Regions from separate parts of the Mus musculus genome. Here regions 1 and 2 are each linked to region 3. A link is a contact called in public Hi-C and Micro-C data. All regions are on one chromosome and are shown on one strand. Each heading gives the region's core, a stretch centred on a gene start, on an enhancer-like site or on the middle of the called end of the contact. The rest is flanking DNA. Distances are from core to core; before and after follow the strand shown.

Region 1 (2,905 bases), core at 173-2,672, 41 kb before region 3:
TCTACCAAACAAGTTCCAAGCCAACCAAGGCTAGACTGTGAGACCCTGCTTCAAGAAGAAGGAAATCAAAGGTTTTTTAATCTAATATGCATGGACATTTTGGTTTGGATGGTGAATATGTGCATAAAATATATTTCATGCTAAAAGTGTAAAGTCTAATGCAGAGCTCCAGAGCTTCCTTTTGTAACGCCAACCATAACTGTATAAAAACAGTTCATTACGTTTATAGACTCGAGTATGGTTAATTTTGATATGTCATGCTTTTATTTACTCATGATTTTTAATAATAAAGAATAGTATTCCTACAGGAAGCACTTCTTTAGACGCTTCCTCTTTTAGGAGACAAAACAGCTTACAAGTTATAAATAAAAGGGTTATTTTGTTTCACTTTCTCCATCAAGGGGATCCAAAAATCTTATTTTTAATTTATACAACTTTTAACCGGAGCGGGGTGGGGGGAGGAATATGTGCAAGTTCACGCAGGTGTCTGGAGAGAGGTCTAGAAACCGACATTAAACCCCTTGAAGCTGGAGTTACAGGCAGTTATGGCCTTCTGACATGGAAGCTAGGAACTGAACAGAGATCCCCAGCAAAAGCAACACAGCACAGGCTCTAAACCACTGAGCCATCTCTCTAGATCCAAATCCAAATATCTTCAGGTCCAGTCTTACTCACCTACACTTTGTTCCATGTGCTTTCTTTCTGGACAGAGAAAAGTGGGGTTCTGTGGACATCATAATGCAAACAACACCAGTAGAAAGTAGATCCTAGCTACTCTCTGTCTGCTGGCTCCTGCTGTCATGCCAGACCATACTTGATCTGAAAGGAAGTGTCACAGATCACAAAAACACACGGTGAGCAGACTGGCCAAGTATGCAGCCAACTGCTCCCGTTCAGCTGGAGGCTAAAGCAGACAAACAATAGAGCCACTTTCAAAGTGAACTTCCGTTTCCAGGATGAGAAGGAAACACTGGGACATAAGCTCTTAGGAGACACCTGTGGTGAGCAGGCAGCTGTGCCAAGGAGTGTAAAGAATTAGGAAAGAGAGGACTCGGGAGTCATCACATGGACTTGTCTGTCTCCTAAGCTTTTGGCCTTGGGTCCTCTTGTGCCTGGCTTTGTGCTAAGACGCAGGCAAATAACTCTGAGTAAGTCAGAGGCTCCTGCCTGCCTGAGCCTTACATTGCATTCCTCTGATTCAAACCAATTGGACATCCTAATTAAAACATCTATGACAACACCTAGGACTTGTGTGCCACTGAGGACAGTGGACTCTGAACCGGCTGTCATTTCCTCGGTTTACTAATAGTAATGTCTGGAAGACCAGGGACACCTAGTGTGACCCCTCCAGACCTCTGGTCCTCAAGTCATTTTACCCTGGAACGGCTATGCCTTTGAGGCTCAGCCATTGTCAACAGGCAGTGACACAAAGCACCTGCCATTTTTGGCAAAGACCAACTGAGCAAATGCATAACTCAGAAGCCTGTTACAGTTTCTGAAAAAAAACAATTACATCAGCAATTACTCAGGAGTCTCCCAAGCAGGCTAAAGAGTGCTGTCTTTACTGTGTGCGTGCATGCGTGTGTGTGTGTGTGTGTGTGTGTGTGTGTGTGTGTGTGTGTGTGTGACGGCTGTGCTCTGGTCTCATGTAATGTGACAGAACTAACAAAGAGCGAGCAAAGTGGTACAAACATCTCCACAGTGCTTTCCTAGGCTACCCAACACAGTCCTCAGGAAATGGTGTAGCGTGTATTTGGTTGTTTGAGACAGAGTTTCTCTGTGTAGCCCTAGCTGTCCTGGGATTTGGACTGTAGACCAGGCTAGCCTCAAACTCACAGAGATTCATCTGCCTCTGCCTCCTGAGTGCTGGGATTAAAGTTTTGTGCCACCACTATCCAGCAGAATATACTTTTTAACCCTTTAAGCACTACAGAAAGTATATATATATACATACGTATATAATATATTTCACCTTATTTAGCCGTTCCACAAAGTATACATATTCAAATACATCGTGTTGTACATAATAAAGACAGTCTGCTCTCCATGCCCACATGTTTCATATATTCAAAGTCAACTGAATACAGATGGGAAATACTGAGGGAAGACAACAAACAAACAAAAAAATTGGCGTGGTGGCTCATATCTGTAACCCCAGCTTGGGACGCTGGGGGTGGGGGTGGGGTTGAAGGCAGCCAGGGTTTCACAGTGAGTTCAAGTGAGAAGAGATTGGGCTTAGCAGGATCTGCCTCCCCAAGAAAACAAAGAAAAAAGAAAAGAAGGGAGGGAGGGAGGGAGGGAGGGAGGGAGGGAGGGAGGGAAGGAAGAACAAATGGAGGAAAGAAAGAAAAATTTTAACTTCATGTATACTGAATATGTACAGACAATCTTGGTTTTATTCCCTAAGCAGTAGAGTCTAGCAACTACCTGTGTAATATTTACACCTAACGATGTCTTCAAATTAAAAGTCCATAAAAGGTTGTTTTACACAAGTGCTAAAGCATTTTATGTAAAAGGCTGGGATATGTTTGAAGAGGCCATGATGAAACCCATTACATTTTATGCCTAAACATTTAGTAAATAAAGAGGTCAGGGCCATCCAAAGATTTACATCTGTCTGGGAGAATCTTGACCTAAACTCCTGTGGATACCAAGAGGAAGTTGTATATTCAAAATTATTTCTCAGTTAAGTAAATCAGAAAAATTGTTAATCCCCTGTCTCCATTCATTGCCTTCTCGCCCCCTTCCTTCTCCAGTCTTTCTAACTTTCCTGCAGCAGAGTCTCCTACACACACCCACAGCTTCACCCCCACCTCTCTCTGCTTCTGTGTGGACGTAGCCTCCTTTTTAAAATCATACTTTACTGGGGCTGGAGACACTGCTCAGCAGTTCAGAGCACAAATTG
Region 2 (2,777 bases), core at 47-2,546, 62 kb before region 3:
AGCCTCCTCATGCCAGCCTAAAGACTAAAGATCGCCTGAGTACTCTGCCTCAAGTTTGGGGGTCTCCTTTACTTCTTCTCACTCTTTACCCAACACCCCACCCTCACCTCTCCATGGTGAGGGTGACTTGAGGAGTTCATGGACTTGAGGTCACATGCTCCACCAATTTCATCTTCCAGAGAACCACCCAGTCCCCCGGGATCCTTAAAGGCAGCCCCCAACCCACTTCACAGAGATGGGCTATAACCTCTAGGCCTACCCTGACCACTGACCCTGGTTCTTAGTAGGCCCAGTTAAGCCAAGCTCACATCAGCCTGAAGACCTGCTGACTCCAATTCTCTCCCTTTTGAGTAGATGCTCAACTCCTAGGAATCTCAAGTACTTACACACACTACTTGGCCCAGTCTCTTTTATCCAGGCCAAAGCATCCATCTCCCCAGAAGGCCTTCCCCAAGGGACCTGGGGGTGGTTGTGACATGTGCCTTGTAACACAATCTTGTCTTGCTGTAGACTCCATAGGAGCGTGCAGTTTTGTTCATGTTCTCATATGTCCTAGCTGCTGTGGTTAGAGCATATTTTGTTATTGTCCAGGCATAAGGCCTCTATGTGCTCGCTCACAGACTAGTAAACATCCATTGTCTATCAGGGGAACCAGGACCATCTAACCCTGATCTTTCATTTTCCATCCTCCAAGTCAGTGTGACCAAAGTCACACAATTAGTGACACGTGAAGGATTCAGACTCCGAATCAGTCAGACTGTAGATGCTGTGGCCTTAGCTTTAGATGGCATCAAGAGAGATGGCAAGGAAAGTTTCCTAGAGTGCCAACGAAAGGAACCAAAGTGCGTGGCTCAGGCCTCAGCATCCGGTTTTGTTCACTGAGAGCTGGACAGAAATGCTGGATAATACAAATTGTTTCAAAAAGCAAGAAAAAGAATTGCAGAACTGCACAGTCAGGCTACACCAGACCCTCAAACTCTGCGGGTAGACATCCAATTCCTATTTCCCTTGTAGGTGGAGTCCTGCTTTGAGTCTACCCTGTGATCTTTCTCTTCGGAAGCAGCCATGGAAACAGCCGGAACAAGCCCAGTGCATCCTTGCAACAATTCCTTCAAATCGGCTGCTCTCAGGAACTTCTTGACTCTTCAATACATCCCTGAACGGCGAACCTAGGGAAGTGGGTCCTGTTTGTAGCTTATGAGAAGCCACGACCAGGACACACACGGTGGCCAGGGGGCAGGCCAGGGCTGCAGAGAGCCAGAGGCGGAAGCCCAGCTGGGAGAACTCCTGCAGGAAGTGGGCGGGGCTTGGGGGAGAGCCTCCATCTGCAAGGAAATCCCCTCCCCTGGGTTCACTCAGAGGACAGTTCAGGTTGAAGCAAAGATGCCAGAGAGCAGGCAGCGAATCCAGACCCAAGGGGAGGCATAAATGCCAGAGACAACACTGTGAGAGGCAAGAAGGAAGCCAGGAACCAACTGAAGGTCCTGGAGCGTGTCTGCACTCGTCCAGCTTCTCTAGTTCAGGAGAGCAGAGAGGAATTTAATGGGAAGGAAATAAAGAAAAAAAAAAAATAAGAGCTATTCCATTTATTTTATGAGCTCATCAAAACTCTGATAACAAGACCTGTCAGGAATAGCGCACACACAGGAAGCAACACAGGGAGAAAAAAAACAACACTTACAAGGTCAATAAAACATGTGGAAAAGAAGCAGCCACGGTAGTGACGTTGGGGCTTCCTCTGGTGACTAAAATTAAACAGCTTGGGCTGGGGGTGTGGTTCAGTTGATGCAGTGGTCGCCTACCATGCACAAAGCCCTGGGTTTGATCCCCACCATTGCGTGCACCCAACATGGTAGCACAGGCCAACACTTGAGAGGTGGAGGCAGGATGATCACAAGTTCAAGAGCATCTTCTACTACATAGAAAGTTCAAGGCCAGCCTGGGATCCATGAGATCTTATGTCAAAAGAGGGAGGAGATGCTGGATGGCTCAGCTGGTAAGTTCTTGCTTCACAAATTTGAGGAGCAGAGTTGGAACTCCAACAACTATGCAAAAGAGCAGATTGATTTAAGCATACGGAGGGAGAGGACAGTAGATGCAAACAGATCCCTGAACCCATAACCAGCTAGCTTAGCCTAATTGGCAAGCTCTAGCTCTCAGGGAGAGACCCGTGTCAAAAACCAAGATGGGGGCTGGAGAGACGGCTCAGCAGTTAAAAGTACTGGCTATTCTTCCACAGGACCCAGTTATGATTCCCAGTACCCACATGGCAGCTCACAACAATTTCTAACTCAAGTGCCAGGAGATCTGATGCCCTCTTCTGGCCTCTCAGACACCAGGCACACACACGGTACAGAGGAATACATGTAGGCAAAACACTCGTATACATAATATAATAACAATACAAAAAATATTACAATGTGGATGGTGCTTAAGGAATGACACTGAAGGCTGGCCTCTGGCCTTCATGTGTATTCACACACACATGCACACACATGACTGCACACATACACATACAGGTTTATACCAATCATCAGTATTCAAGCCATCAGATTCACTATCTGAAAAATGTTAGCTAAAAACCCACATCCATTTCTGTTTGTTTGTTTGTTTGTTTGTTTGTTTGTTTTAGATATCCCAGTATCTCTTGGCATAATAAAGAGTGGTAGTATCTTATTTAAAATTAAAATACAATGAGAAAGAAATAAAAGAAACATTATAGTTTATTCATTAAAATCAGTAACTCAAAAGGATATTAGTTTTGGCGTTATTCCTTA
Region 3 (2,857 bases), core at 37-2,536:
AAGCGGCATCCATTGCTGCGGGAACCCTGGTTCATGCTCTGGCGGTAGCGTTTGACACGAATGTGGGCTTCGCTCTGATTGCTGTGAAGAAGGAAGGACACCTCATCAACCGGGGCTTTGGTCCCAACCACCTGGGACCGGAGCCATGCAGTACCCGAGGGACCTGGAACCCGTTCCCTCCGCCGGAGCCTCAGCTGCAGTGCAGCCAGGACAATCCCCAGGGTCAGAGTAGTGGAGAGGGCACATCCTCTGCAGAGAGCATAGTTACCTGGCTTGTAGGGGGCCAGTTGTGTTCTGCTCGTCCAGGAATGGATCAAGAGTCTGGGTAGGAACTGTCGTCTCATCAGCGAGTCCCGTAGGGTAGCTGCTGGATGCTTGTAGTTCCCTCTTCCCACGACTTAGCGCCCACTTATTCCACCTAGAAAACACAAGCAGATGCGTTTGGCCTAAGTTCAAGTGATGTCCCAGCCAGCTCCACTCCCTTTGTAACACCTCCAGACCATCTCTCAGTTTTCTCTCATTGCCAGGTATTCAAAGTGAAGAAAGAAAGCACGGCCCAAACTCACTTCTTTCGGAACTGCGAAGGAGTATCTGGCCCTGCAGTGTCCGCGCCTAGGAAAGCGAGTGAACCCAATAACATCAGGGTGATGGAAACCAGCTTCATTCTGTGGCGATGCTCTGATACCCTGGAAAGGAACAAGACACCGAGTGTGAGCAACCGGGCCAGCAGCACGATCCCGTCAGCACGCGAAGGGTGGCGGCAGGACGGGGAGCCGCTTGGCAGCGCTCTTCCTGGCTCAGCTGCTTATCTCCCCCACTGGCGCAGAGAAACACCGGAGATTTTTGCGCTGGCCGGGTGGGTGACAAGCAAGGCAAAGGAAGCCATTGAGAAGTGCCAGGCTTCCAGAGGTTTCCAACTAAAGTCCCAGGATCTCAGCCCAAGGAGGAGGGGGGATCTCAAGAGAGCTCCAGCTGTGCGCATGAGCTAGACCTGGGCAATGAGGTGTTCTCTACATTGGATACCCTAAAGTGGGTTGTTCCCCCTTGTCCAGCTCTGCAAGTTTTGGGGCTTTGGCAAAGCCGTCCCCCTCCCTAACATGCTGGAGGCCAGCGGTTCCTACCTGATAAAGGGGTGCGTTGTCAAGCACTTGAAGCAGAAAGAAGTCCTTCTGACAGTAGCAAAACCCCAAAGTCCAAGATTGACTGCGATGAGAAGCCGAGAAACCAGGAGCGGGAGCGGTAACGCTGGAGTTGCTCTGTCTAGTGTCACCAAGAAACCACTGACTAGTGAGCACCAGCTCCAGCGTCTTATAAGCGCTCAGGGGCGGACGGTGGGCGTGGTCAGATTTGCCCTGGAGTCCTCCCTCTCCAGCGTGCTTGCTTCTAAAACCAGACCTGCCCTGCAGCTTGCCTGTGGGTATGGGGGGTAGGGGTAAGAGGTCCCCTGTGGCTAGACATCTCAGAGATCCGCTCTGAGAGATTAGACTGGAGCAGGACTTCCCTTGCCCTAATTTCCCAGCATAGAGTTCAAACAGTGAGAAGGGAAGGGGAACCAGAACAACTCGGGTGGGGTGAATCCTTTGCCCATAATGTGTACAACCCAGAGTGCTGATCTGAGCTTCCTGGACAGTGCTGCAAGAACCGGGAGACGGGTGGGACACATGGATAACCAAAACCCCGGACTTGGGGAGCTGTGACCTCAAATGGACCGCGCCCCCTGCCGGCTTAGCACCTGACTGAGCCTCGACCCCCATCTGTGCCCGCAGGGTACACCTGGAAGGGAGAGGCTCAGTCTCCAGTGACTGGGACTGAGGGGTTTCTCGATAGACTAGCCAGTACGGATTTCGTAATAAGGGCAGAACTGGGAACAGCTGAATTGGAAATTGGGGTTTGGAGAGGGTAGTTATCTGAAAATTCAGAACTCACATTCCTATTTGGAAATACAGGAATAGCCAAAATTAGGAAGAGAGATAGTTTTGTTTTCTTCCTTGTGATACTATTATCCCTTATAAGGCTATGACCTGCGAGTTGACCTGACTGCCTTCATTCATCCATCATAAACGTGAGGATTGACTGACTGGGAGCACACTAATGCCTCACATATGTTAATCACTTTACAGTTGACAAATCCCAGCCAGATCCCAATCGCTTTTGATCTCTACACTCCCGAGCTGGTGTTCTCTTGAATTAAAGTGAAGTGCCGAAAGGGTAAGTCTATTGCCCAGTCACACTAAAGGTGGGAAGCTGTAGAGTCTGGACTCAAAAGACTGGGGCACAGCGGCTCGGTTTTCTGGCTGGGGTCACCATTCTCATCAGGTGGGGGGAGAATGCCGGCCCCCGCCTAGCCCAGAGATATGTGCTAATTCACGATGAATCAGTTCGAACACGTTTGCCACGGGCTGGTGCTCTTCACAGATCCGTGAGTTCACTTTCTTCCCTTCTAGGGCCAAACTGGGCGACAGGCGTAGCTCCGCATGCAGGTCTCCCGGAAGGTCCCGAAGCTAAAGACATGACCTACGACAGCTCCTAGCCCCCAGCCCTGGTGATGTGGACACAGACAACTCATGTCCTCTTCCTGGCGACCCCGGCAGATCTCCCAGTGTCCTACCTTATCTGCCTCTAAGTGTTAGACCAAGAGCAAAACCGACTAGGCATTCCTGTCCCGCGGACCTTGCTCACAGCGCAGACTATGCTAAGCACTGCTGGTTCAGCCCGTTTGTCACCCTCCAGACAACCATGGACATTGCACCTGGGGGAGAAATGGCCGCGCCGAGATTACTTATCCTCCTAAAACTGCAAAACGGAGTTCCCCCTTGGGCAGGGGACAGATTCCCAGGTTCTGCTTCTGGTAGGGGCT

What was found. Hi-C and Micro-C count contacts between places; a contact is called where the count stands out from the background.
Region 1: a contact with region 3 is called in a Micro-C map of muscle stem cells, with 4 times the contacts expected there. The contact joins the enhancer-like site here to the promoter of Adm in region 3. A contact is called at or near these places in 1 of 39 promoter capture datasets (macrophages), 1 of 15 datasets of contacts at CTCF or cohesin (the NIH/3T3 cell line), 2 of 484 Hi-C or Micro-C datasets (muscle stem cells and uterus), 4 of 115 datasets of contacts at active chromatin or transcription factors (embryonic stem cells, extraembryonic endoderm stem cells and heart atrium) and 1 of 9 other capture datasets (pancreatic islet).
Region 2: a contact with region 3 is called in a Hi-C map of uterus, with 2.2 times the contacts expected there. The contact joins the enhancer-like site here to the promoter of Adm in region 3. A contact is called at or near these places in 1 of 39 promoter capture datasets (macrophages), 4 of 484 Hi-C or Micro-C datasets (Sertoli cells, stem cell-derived neural progenitor cells and uterus), 1 of 115 datasets of contacts at active chromatin or transcription factors (heart atrium) and 1 of 9 other capture datasets (pancreatic islet).

The regions. Positions count from the first base shown.
Region 1 is chr7:110,667,013-110,669,917 of GRCm38.p6, reverse strand. No RefSeq gene overlaps it. Among named protein-coding and RNA genes, the nearest start is that of Gm21123, 31 kb to the left of the region's middle. Within about 2 kb of position 1,422, at least 43 of the 459 cell types and tissues checked have an H3K27ac peak or open chromatin away from gene starts, as enhancers often do. A contact at or near this core is called in heart atrium and muscle stem cells, where this site is marked.
Region 2 is chr7:110,688,035-110,690,811 of GRCm38.p6, reverse strand. Gm21123 (a long non-coding RNA gene) reads left to right here. Exons shown (of 4, transcript XR_140838.1): 4 at 1-649. Among named protein-coding and RNA genes, the nearest start is that of Gm21123, 10 kb to the left of the region's middle. Within about 2 kb of position 1,296, at least 136 of the 459 cell types and tissues checked have an H3K27ac peak or open chromatin away from gene starts, as enhancers often do. A contact at or near this core is called in heart atrium, stem cell-derived neural progenitor cells and uterus, where this site is marked.
Region 3 is chr7:110,626,086-110,628,942 of GRCm38.p6, reverse strand. Adm (adrenomedullin) reads right to left here and starts at 1,286. Exons shown (of 4, transcript NM_009627.2): 1 at 1,122-1,286; 2 at 567-686; 3 at 269-418; 4 at 1-81. The coding sequence starts at 664. It overlaps Gm28863 (a long non-coding RNA gene), which reads left to right. Exons shown (of 3, transcript XR_003946665.1): 2 at 528-2,208; 3 at 2,445-2,857.